3 separate regions of the Sus scrofa genome follow, and all the other regions are linked to region 2. The links are chromatin contacts, called in public HiChIP or PLAC-seq maps. All regions are on one chromosome and are shown on one strand. Each heading gives the region's core, a stretch centred on a gene start, on an enhancer-like site or on the middle of the called end of the contact. The rest is flanking DNA. Distances are from core to core; before and after follow the strand shown.

Region 1 (2,700 bases), core at 81-2,580, 84 kb after region 2:
GTCAATAGGAAATTAAATTCCCCAAGTTAAATACCATGGACCACCAGAGTGTAGTAGTCTCTATTGTACCCAATGAGGAAACTTCTCACTAGAAATGTGTCTTTTTGAGGCAAAAATGAATTGTGTCACTTTTTCCACTGTCACCCTTGGCCCACTGCATTGGACACAGTAGGGCCTCAACAAAAGTGCCCTTCGACAACTGCTCTCTCAGCCTTGGGGCGCTCCAACGGTAAGGGCAGATTGGAAGTATTATCTCAGCATTGTGTACTGCAATTGAAACCAGGTCTCTGAGCCCCCTATGGACCGGTGTTTATCAAACACCTACTGAGACTTAAGTCCTACAAACCAGTGTTTCTTTAAGGAAGAGGGTCTTAACTTTCCCCCAACCAATGAAAAACTGGGACCTCAAAACAGGGAATTCAAAGGAATAGCCAAGGATCCTAGGGTGGTAAAAGAGGGGGAGGCAAATGCGCTCCGTGTACATCTCAGAGGACAGCGGGCTGGGGGTGGGTAGGCCTGGCCGGAGAGCCCAGGGCTGAGTAACCCCTCTTCCGGGCAAGCCCAGCGCGTGAGTCACCAGTGAGGTGTCGGGAGGAAGGGGCTGCCTGAGTCATAGCCCTTGGGGAGGTCGGAGGGTCTAACCGGTGCGAGGATCTGTGGAGCTGGGGGTGGAATTTAAGTCGGAAGTGGATTTTGGATTTCGAAATCCATTCCCTCCCTTCTTCTGGGATGGGGGATCTAGGGTCTCTGGGGCCGGGGTGGAGGGGGAGAGGGAAGGACTGGAGCTGGGGGCGCTCCCGAGGTCGCAGGGAGGAGCTTAGCCGGCTAGCGGGGGAGGAGGCCGGCCAGCCCGGGGCGCCGAAATCTCCCGCGCTCTGGAGCTGGCCCCACCTCCCCAGCCGGGCCTCACGCCCCTCGCAGCCGCCAGGCCGGCCAGCCGGCTCCTCCCGCCCTCCCCACCACGCCGCGGCAGCCACAGCTGGGCGGCCGAGTCCCCGCCCGACCCTGCCCGCGCCGAGCCGGGCGGCCCGCCGCGCGCCGCCAGTGACGGCACTGCAGGGTGCGTGGCCAATCGGCGCGGCCCCCGAGGAGAGGCCTCGGCCCCGCCCCCAGAGCTCAGGGCCAATGGGACGCCGGCGCCGGTGGCCGCGGCGGGGTGAGGGGTCGCGAGGCCCCGCCCCATCCTCCCCTTTCCCCTTTGCCCCGCCCTTTCCCGCCCGGCCCCCCAGCCCCAAGCCGCTGCTGGTGCCGGTCCCCGCGCTGGGCCCGCCCCCGCCCCTCCCGCCGGCCCGCCAGCGCGCCTCACAGCGCCTGTCTCCCCTCCCTCCTTCTCTCTCTCACGCCTAGCGCAATGGCGGCGGCCGCGGCGGAGCAGCAACAGTTCTACCTGCTCCTGGGAAACCTGCTCAGCCCCGACAATGTGGTCCGGAAACAGGCAGAGGTAACCGAGCTCGCCGTCCCGGACTTCGCGCTCCGGCCGGCGCGCCGACCCTTCCCCTTACGCCGCCCGCTGGGCCTCGGCAGCTCCGCCGCTGCCGCGCAGGCCGGGCCGGCCGGGCGGCGGCCGCGCAGCCCACGTGTGAGGCGGCCCGCGGCTCCCGGCGGTGCCCCCGGGCTCTTTCGGCCCTTGCAGCCGCGGTGCCCGGCGCCAGTTACCTCGTCGCCGCGGTTCACACACGTGCGGCTGCTACTGACATGCTGCCCCCGCCCAGATGGGGAAGCCGGGCGACAGGGACAGGGAGGGATGGGGGGTGTGGGGCGGGCCCCGGGGCTCCCCTCGCTCCTTTCTCACTTTCCCCTGCTGGGAGCCTCCCCAGCCCTTCCAGCGGCGCTCTGCAGCCTGTCCAGCCCTTTGGTTCCCCCAAACCCTGGTTTCTCCCTGACCCGTCACCCCTGCCTCTCCCCTGCCCCTCACTCTTCACACGCCGTCTGTCCCTCTCGTCCCCATTCGCTCCTATTGAAATGTGTGCCTTGCCTTCTCGGCTTCCCTCTGTCTCTTTCCATTTAGTCCCTTTTCTCAGTCTGGTTCCTAACGTCAGAAGCCGGATTTCCCTCCCCAGCCACCCCCCAATTGTGTGAAGTTGCCTTTAGGATTTCTTTCTAAGCATCTTGTACCTCCCTTTGCTCATCCATCAGATAAGTCTTCCTTGATCTCTAGAGAGTTGTGTTCTTATAAATGGGATGTCCTGGGACTTTTCGTTGTCTTAACTGGGCCAGTGCCATATGTTTAAGCTTTTAATTTCTCTGAATCAGCCTGAATCTCTTTTTTTAACCACCTCTGGCTCCTGACCTCCAAAATGTGGAGCTGTTAATAAAGTTTCAAGAGACAGTATTTCAGAGGTATCTGCAAGTAGGTATTTACCAAGTGGGAGTATCGTGCGCTTGGTTCTTTGGAAGACTGTTAGTACTAAGTCGGTGTGGAGATGCGATTTGGGACACTTCAGGGGAAGGGCAGAAACTTTGCAGTTTCTATACAGTGCATTATTTAGCCCTATCCTCAAACCTGATTGTATATGGAGTTCTTTGCCACCACATGATGGAAGATTTTTACAAGATTCAGTGGAGAATGTTCAGCCAGATGTTTTTACAGAATAGAAAGGGACTTTCACATAGTTAATGAAATTGGGGGACAGATCCTCCTCTGGACTCGTGGGATTTGTAGTTGTCTTTAAAATCACAACATCAGCAGATTGAGGATCT
Region 2 (2,700 bases), core at 44-2,543:
AGGATGGACGGATGGACAATGGACATACAGGATGGGAAGGATGGTGGGCATTCAGAGCATGCTAAAGAGCTAGGAATCTGGTACAGAAGTCACAGTTGACAGAAGTCATTATATTTAATAGTAATATAATTCTACAGAGAAAAATATCAGCTTATTCAACTTACATGTGACATGTATTTGCAAATCCCAGGAAGAGAACCTCATCCCATTTTACAAAAAGTGCTCCTGGGAGTTCCCGCAGTGGCACAGTGGGTTAAAGATCTGACTGCAACAGCTTGGGTCCCAGCAGAGGTGCGGGTTTGATCCTGACCCAGCGCAGAGGGTTGAGGATCTGGTGTTGCTGCAGCTGTTGTGTAGTTCACAGCTCGGATTCAGTCCCTGGCCGGGGAACTTCCACTTGCCTCAGGCGCAAGAGTGTGACATCCTGCAGTGGCCCAGGGAGAAGGGATGAGGCGGGTGCTGGCCAGCGGCCCCTTGCAGGGACTCTTGGCTCATTGTTTTCTGTTTCTTTCAGCTGCTTTGTGGCCTTAGCTCACCTTCCTCTCCACCTCATTTCATCCCCCCGCTTCTCCCCAACCCTTCACGATGTCTGATGTCGCAGGTTCTCCTCTATCTGGGCACCGATTAGGAGGGTGCCTGCTACACAGAGAGGCTGATAGACATTTGTCAATATTCATCAATGGCATTGCGTGTCCTTAATTCCCTCTAGTCCCTAATGCCCCCAGCTGCCCCAAATATCAAAATAACAGGGTGAGATGTGACATATTCATCTGTAACCAGAGAGAAATACAGCCTGCTTGCAAATGACTTGAGATCTAGCTTAGTCCTGCAAAAAGCAAAAAGCCTTGAAGAGAAAATAGCAAAATTTCCTAAAAACACCTATTCGCCTCCAACTCGCTGAGGTCCCAAACTGTGCTCTGTCTCCCAAAACCAAACACTGGTAGAGTTTTCTGAGCTGGCTCCTGGGCACCATCCCCGCCTCCGCTTCCCCGAACTCTCCTCTCGCTCCCCTCCCGCCGGTCTCACCGTGCAGGTAAATCCCAGCTTCCTCAATAAATGACAAGTTTCCCAGACCTACTCTCCACTTCCTTCCCCTGATCAGCACAATCAAGGCGTGGGAAGTAGAAGGCAGGGAAAATGTCGGAATCACTGTCCTTTGGTATCTATCCCATGAGATTCGCTGCGATTCGTTTTCACCAAAGCGCCTTGATTTCGTTTGTGGCATGCAGTGGCAATCTTGGAGCCCCTTTGCGCATCGTCGGTGATGTGCACGAATGGGTCGCTAGGTGGCGATCTAGCACCGCTACCAGCCCTTCCCTCTCCGCGCTCCAGGAGAACAGAAGATGAATCCACGCTCGCTGGCTCGGGAAATCATTACCAACTTTCCTTTCCTATCAGAAGCCACCCAACCTTCTGTCAGGTGGCAAAGCGAGCCAGGTAACAGGCCTCTAAAGTCTGTTCAAGTTAATGATTTATTGATTTTTGTTGGCTGGTGTTTTCACTTAATCCTTGGTTTGATTTAACTGAGCTCTGGGAGTTTTTCCTCTTGATGGTCAAGCTTGCTAGAATGCTAAACGAAGAAAAACAAACCTCCTTGTTTGTAATCATCTACCTTGGGACCAGTAGTTCTGCGGATCCTAATGGAGGGAACTAGCTCTTGGGGTCTGTGTGGTTCAGATGAGAAGCAAGCAGTACTGCTTAGGGGAAAAGAGTGACTGACTCCTCAGGTGAAGCAATTCCTGTCCCCTAGCTGGGCTCCTAAGTCTCCGCATCTGTTTGCACAAGTCATCTGTCACAAGGGAGGCCAGCTGAGCGTTGCAGCAACCCTGTGCCTGCTACCAGGAAGCCTGGGAGGGTGAGTCAGCGCCTCAATTTCATATGCAAGTCACAGCCACCACTAATCCATCACAAAAAAAAAAAAAAAAAAAGGGCTTGTTGAGTTTCCTGAAAGGTCCAGATCCTTGGAGCCACCTGCTGAAGATTATGAAGCCACCAGCTTATTTCACAATCAATCTGATTTACGGCGTAACTGCAGATGAAAGCAAACAGACCATAATACAATATGATGCTTACACATATCAAGTCATCCTGAGGGAAATCTAAGCTGCACTGGGTTTTTTTTGTGTTTTGTTCTGTCATAGCATGTTCTAGAAGTCACGTGTGTCAACTTTAGCAGGGGTAAGGCACCAGCAGGACTCTAAAATAAGGGGAGAGGTGGAGCGGAGCTTGCCCTAGAGTTCTTAAAAGGGGCAGACCTCAGAGCCTCTGTGTTCTCAGGGTGAGGGGTGAGGCTGTCCAGGCAAGAGGAGACCAGGGGAGCCCTACCCCGGTGCCTCTCACCTCCTGCAGTGGCAGCCCCAGGAATTGAAATAGCTGAGCTGTAAGAGCTGTATCCCTACCCCAGGGAAGGCAGGGACTGGTCCTCCCTCGGTCAGCATCACACAGCATCCCTCCATCAGAGGATGCAGGACCAGGTGTCCTGCACTTGGGAGGCCAGCACTTGTGGAGGTGAAGGACATGCAGCTCAAAGAAGCAAGTGGGAGCTGAAATCTAGCCCAGGTTTCACCTGCCAAGTCACGGGTCCACAGGGCTATGTCTGCCCAGCAAGACATCCTTTCTAGATTGCAGGAGGTCTCTGGAGGGCTTGGAGGTGGCTCTGACAATTCACAGCCAGAAGGAGCAAGTGGCAAGAGAAAACTA
Region 3 (2,847 bases), core at 195-2,694, 110 kb after region 2:
TTTGCCTTTTAACTTTCAGAATAGAAGTGCCTGTGTGACATAACCACTATGGCAATGAAGTGATCCAGCCAGACTTTTACTATTTTTCCAATTAATAAATGTGTACAAAAATCTTTATTATTTTTCTCCAAATAAGGAGAAGAACTTTTTGATACTGTGACTCCCTGGATGACATGGTTGTAGTATCTAATTGCTGCTCCTTCCTGTGTAATTCTGTTCCGTAGCTGACTGGAAGTATCGCCATGCAGGATTGATGGCCTTATCCGCCATTGGCGAGGGCTGCCACCAGCAAATGGAAGGGATTCTGAATGAGATAGTCAATTTTGTTTTGCTCTTTCTTCAGGATCCTGTAAGTTCCAGTAGATATTTAATTTGTAATGACTGCCGTAGTTTCACAGGGGATCTATTGTGTTTAGTAATACAAACAACAAACACTTATATTTCAGCACCCCAGAGTGAGGTATGCAGCCTGCAATGCCGTGGGACAGATGGCTACAGATTTTGCACCTGGTTTCCAAAAGAAATTCCACGAGAAGGTAAGTAACACGTCTGCAAACACTCAAATCAAACTTGTAGGAAGTGGGGTGGCATTTCAAAGTGTCTGTGTGTGTGATTTCATTTCACAGGTGATTGCAGCACTGCTGCAGACCATGGAAGACCAAGGCAACCAGCGGGTGCAGGCCCACGCAGCCGCTGCTCTCATTAACTTCACTGAGGACTGTCCCAAGTCGCTACTTATTCCCTATTTAGATAATTTGGTGAAACATCTGCATTCCATCATGGTGCTTAAACTTCAAGAGGTAAGTTTTGAAACCTAATAAGCTCCCTATTTATGGAGATTAATATAGATTAATTGGATGGGTAAAACCTAAAAAAAAGAGGGACTTTGAACACAGCCATAAAGAAGAGAAAGCGAGTTCCTGTTGTGGCTCCAGCGGTTAACAAACCCGACTAGCATCCATGAGGACGTGGGTTCAACCCCTGGCCTCACTCAGTGGGTTAAGGATCCGGCGTTGCCAAGAGCTATGGTGTAGGTCACAGACACGGCTCAGATCCCGAGTTGATGTGGCTGTGGCGTAGGCTGGCAGCTGTAGCTCCAAATTGACCCCTATCCTGGGACCCTCCATATGCCATGGGTGTGGCCCTAAAATACAAAAAGACCAAAAAAAAAGAGAAAGTTAGAAGGAAGACATTCTGTTCTAAGTAGAATAATACAGGCTTGGCCAGAGAATGGACCAATAATAGACTTGGGAAAGGTTTGGCCTAAAGGTTGGGTAAAAGCAGCGTGTGAATTGCCTGGGAAGAAAGGCAGAGTTATTTTGACCTCTGATGTTTGTGGATTTGGAAGAACCATTTTGTTAACTGCTCTAAGACATGGTGGTAACATGATTGTAGGAAGTTAGCATGGCAGCCATGCGAGGCAGGAACAAAAATGGGGAAGCGTTAAGGCCAGACCGTCACATGGTCATTTCCAGGGAGCTTGGGTGGTAATAGTGGAAACTGGAGGGAAGGGTGATGCCTGTTTCTTGAAAACATTAGCTGTTTCTGCCAGTTGGAAAAAAGAGAAGGAAGCAGAATGTGTTGAGCGTTCTTTAACCTGGGTGACGGAAAAGATGTAAAAAGGAATGTATCCTTTTTGCTTTAAATATATGTTGACTCTGAACGGCTGGCCACATAAATAGAAGATGATTTATCATTTATGTAAGAGGCAAGTTCAAAACAAATGAATGAGGTCAGTGTAGCCACGTGAGAAAGAGAGATGCAGGAAAGAGAGGCAAAGATTGAAACCCAGTTTGTTGTCAAATACAATGAAAAAATTCTACTATAAAATGAAATTAACAAAAAGGACATGCAAAACAAAAGCCTTTTTTACTATTTAACAGACAGTTACTATCAAATTGCTATGAAAATTTCTTAACACTCAGGTTTTTTTTACTCATCATGAACTGGTAGCAGTTCATAAACTACACTTTGCCTGGTGCTGGCCCCAAGGAGAGCAGGTGGGAAGATGAGAAACACAGTGTCTCAGAAGACAAAGAACAGGGTGCTCAGTGTCCGATGACAGCAGGCTAAGAACATGAGTGTATCTGGAGACAGAGCTAGACCCAAGTTGAAGGCAGATTAGGTAGGTTAATTGATTAAATCGGGAATAGATGGAGCGGATGTGACTTTCCATAAAGGGCTGAATCTGTATAGCTTTCCCCTCCCTCCCCTTGGGGCCAGTATGTGAGATACTTACAAGACCCAAGGAAGGAGTTGCTAAGAGGGGGTCTGGAGGAGGGTATGTATGTGAGCGAGGGCTGTGCGAAGAGAGGGTAGCCACGGAAGGAAGGACATTCCTTTGAGACCAGAGGCCACAGCAGACCCTGGGCTGCAGAAGAGGAAAGGAATGAGGTAACCTCCTAAAGGTGTATTGGCACTCTCGGAACGAGGAGAAAGCTCTGTCAAGATTGTCTGTGGTTAATGGGGGAATGAAGAGCATCTGGAGTAGTTACTGGGTCAGGTACTCATGTGAAAACACAAGGAATTACAGGATAATGGTGTCAGGTGACAGCACGGGCCCGCTGCAAATGCCCAGTAGGGTTTTCCTCGGAAGTCAGAGAATACCACTGATCTTCAGTGCGGGAGGAGGGACCATCTCCTCTGCCTCAGCAGGCAGGAGAAAGAGAGGGCACCTCTCTGTGGTGTCCTTGGCGGTACCTTTTGGGGAGAGTAAGATTAGAAGATACAGGAATGGGAGTTCCCGTTGTGGCACAGCAAAAACGAACCCCACTAGGAACCCTAAGGACGCAGGTTCAATCCCTGGCCTTGCTCAGTGGGTTAAGGATCCGGCGTTGCCGTGAGCTG

Evidence for each region. HiChIP or PLAC-seq counts read pairs in DNA pulled down with a chosen protein or histone mark.
Region 1: an H3K27ac HiChIP or PLAC-seq map of alveolar macrophages shows a contact between it and region 2. The contact joins the promoter of IPO5 here to the enhancer-like site in region 2. A contact is called at or near these places in 9 of 47 Hi-C or Micro-C datasets (embryonic fibroblasts, epiblast stem cells, fibroblasts and 2 more) and 1 of 2 datasets of contacts at active chromatin or transcription factors (alveolar macrophages).
Region 3: an H3K27ac HiChIP or PLAC-seq map of alveolar macrophages shows a contact between it and region 2. The contact joins two enhancer-like sites. A contact is called at or near these places in 1 of 5 promoter capture datasets (liver), 6 of 47 Hi-C or Micro-C datasets (embryonic fibroblasts, epiblast stem cells and skeletal muscle) and 1 of 2 datasets of contacts at active chromatin or transcription factors (alveolar macrophages).

Annotation. Positions count from the first base shown.
Region 1 is chr11:67,017,969-67,020,668 of Sscrofa11.1, forward strand. It overlaps IPO5 (importin 5), which reads left to right and starts at 1,331. Exons shown (of 26, transcript NM_001244301.1): 1 at 1,331-1,441. The coding sequence starts at 1,352.
Region 2 is chr11:66,933,993-66,936,692 of Sscrofa11.1, forward strand. No RefSeq gene overlaps it. Among named protein-coding and RNA genes, the nearest start is that of IPO5, 84 kb to the right of the region's middle. Within about 2 kb of position 1,294, at least 17 of the 83 cell types and tissues checked have an H3K27ac peak or open chromatin away from gene starts, as enhancers often do. A contact at or near this core is called in alveolar macrophages, where this site is marked.
Region 3 is chr11:67,041,862-67,044,708 of Sscrofa11.1, forward strand. It overlaps IPO5 (importin 5), which reads left to right. Exons shown (of 26, transcript NM_001244301.1): 11 at 225-349; 12 at 447-536; 13 at 627-800. Among named protein-coding and RNA genes, the nearest start is that of IPO5, 24 kb to the left of the region's middle. Within about 2 kb of position 1,445, at least 3 of the 83 cell types and tissues checked have an H3K27ac peak or open chromatin away from gene starts, as enhancers often do. A contact at or near this core is called in alveolar macrophages, where this site is marked.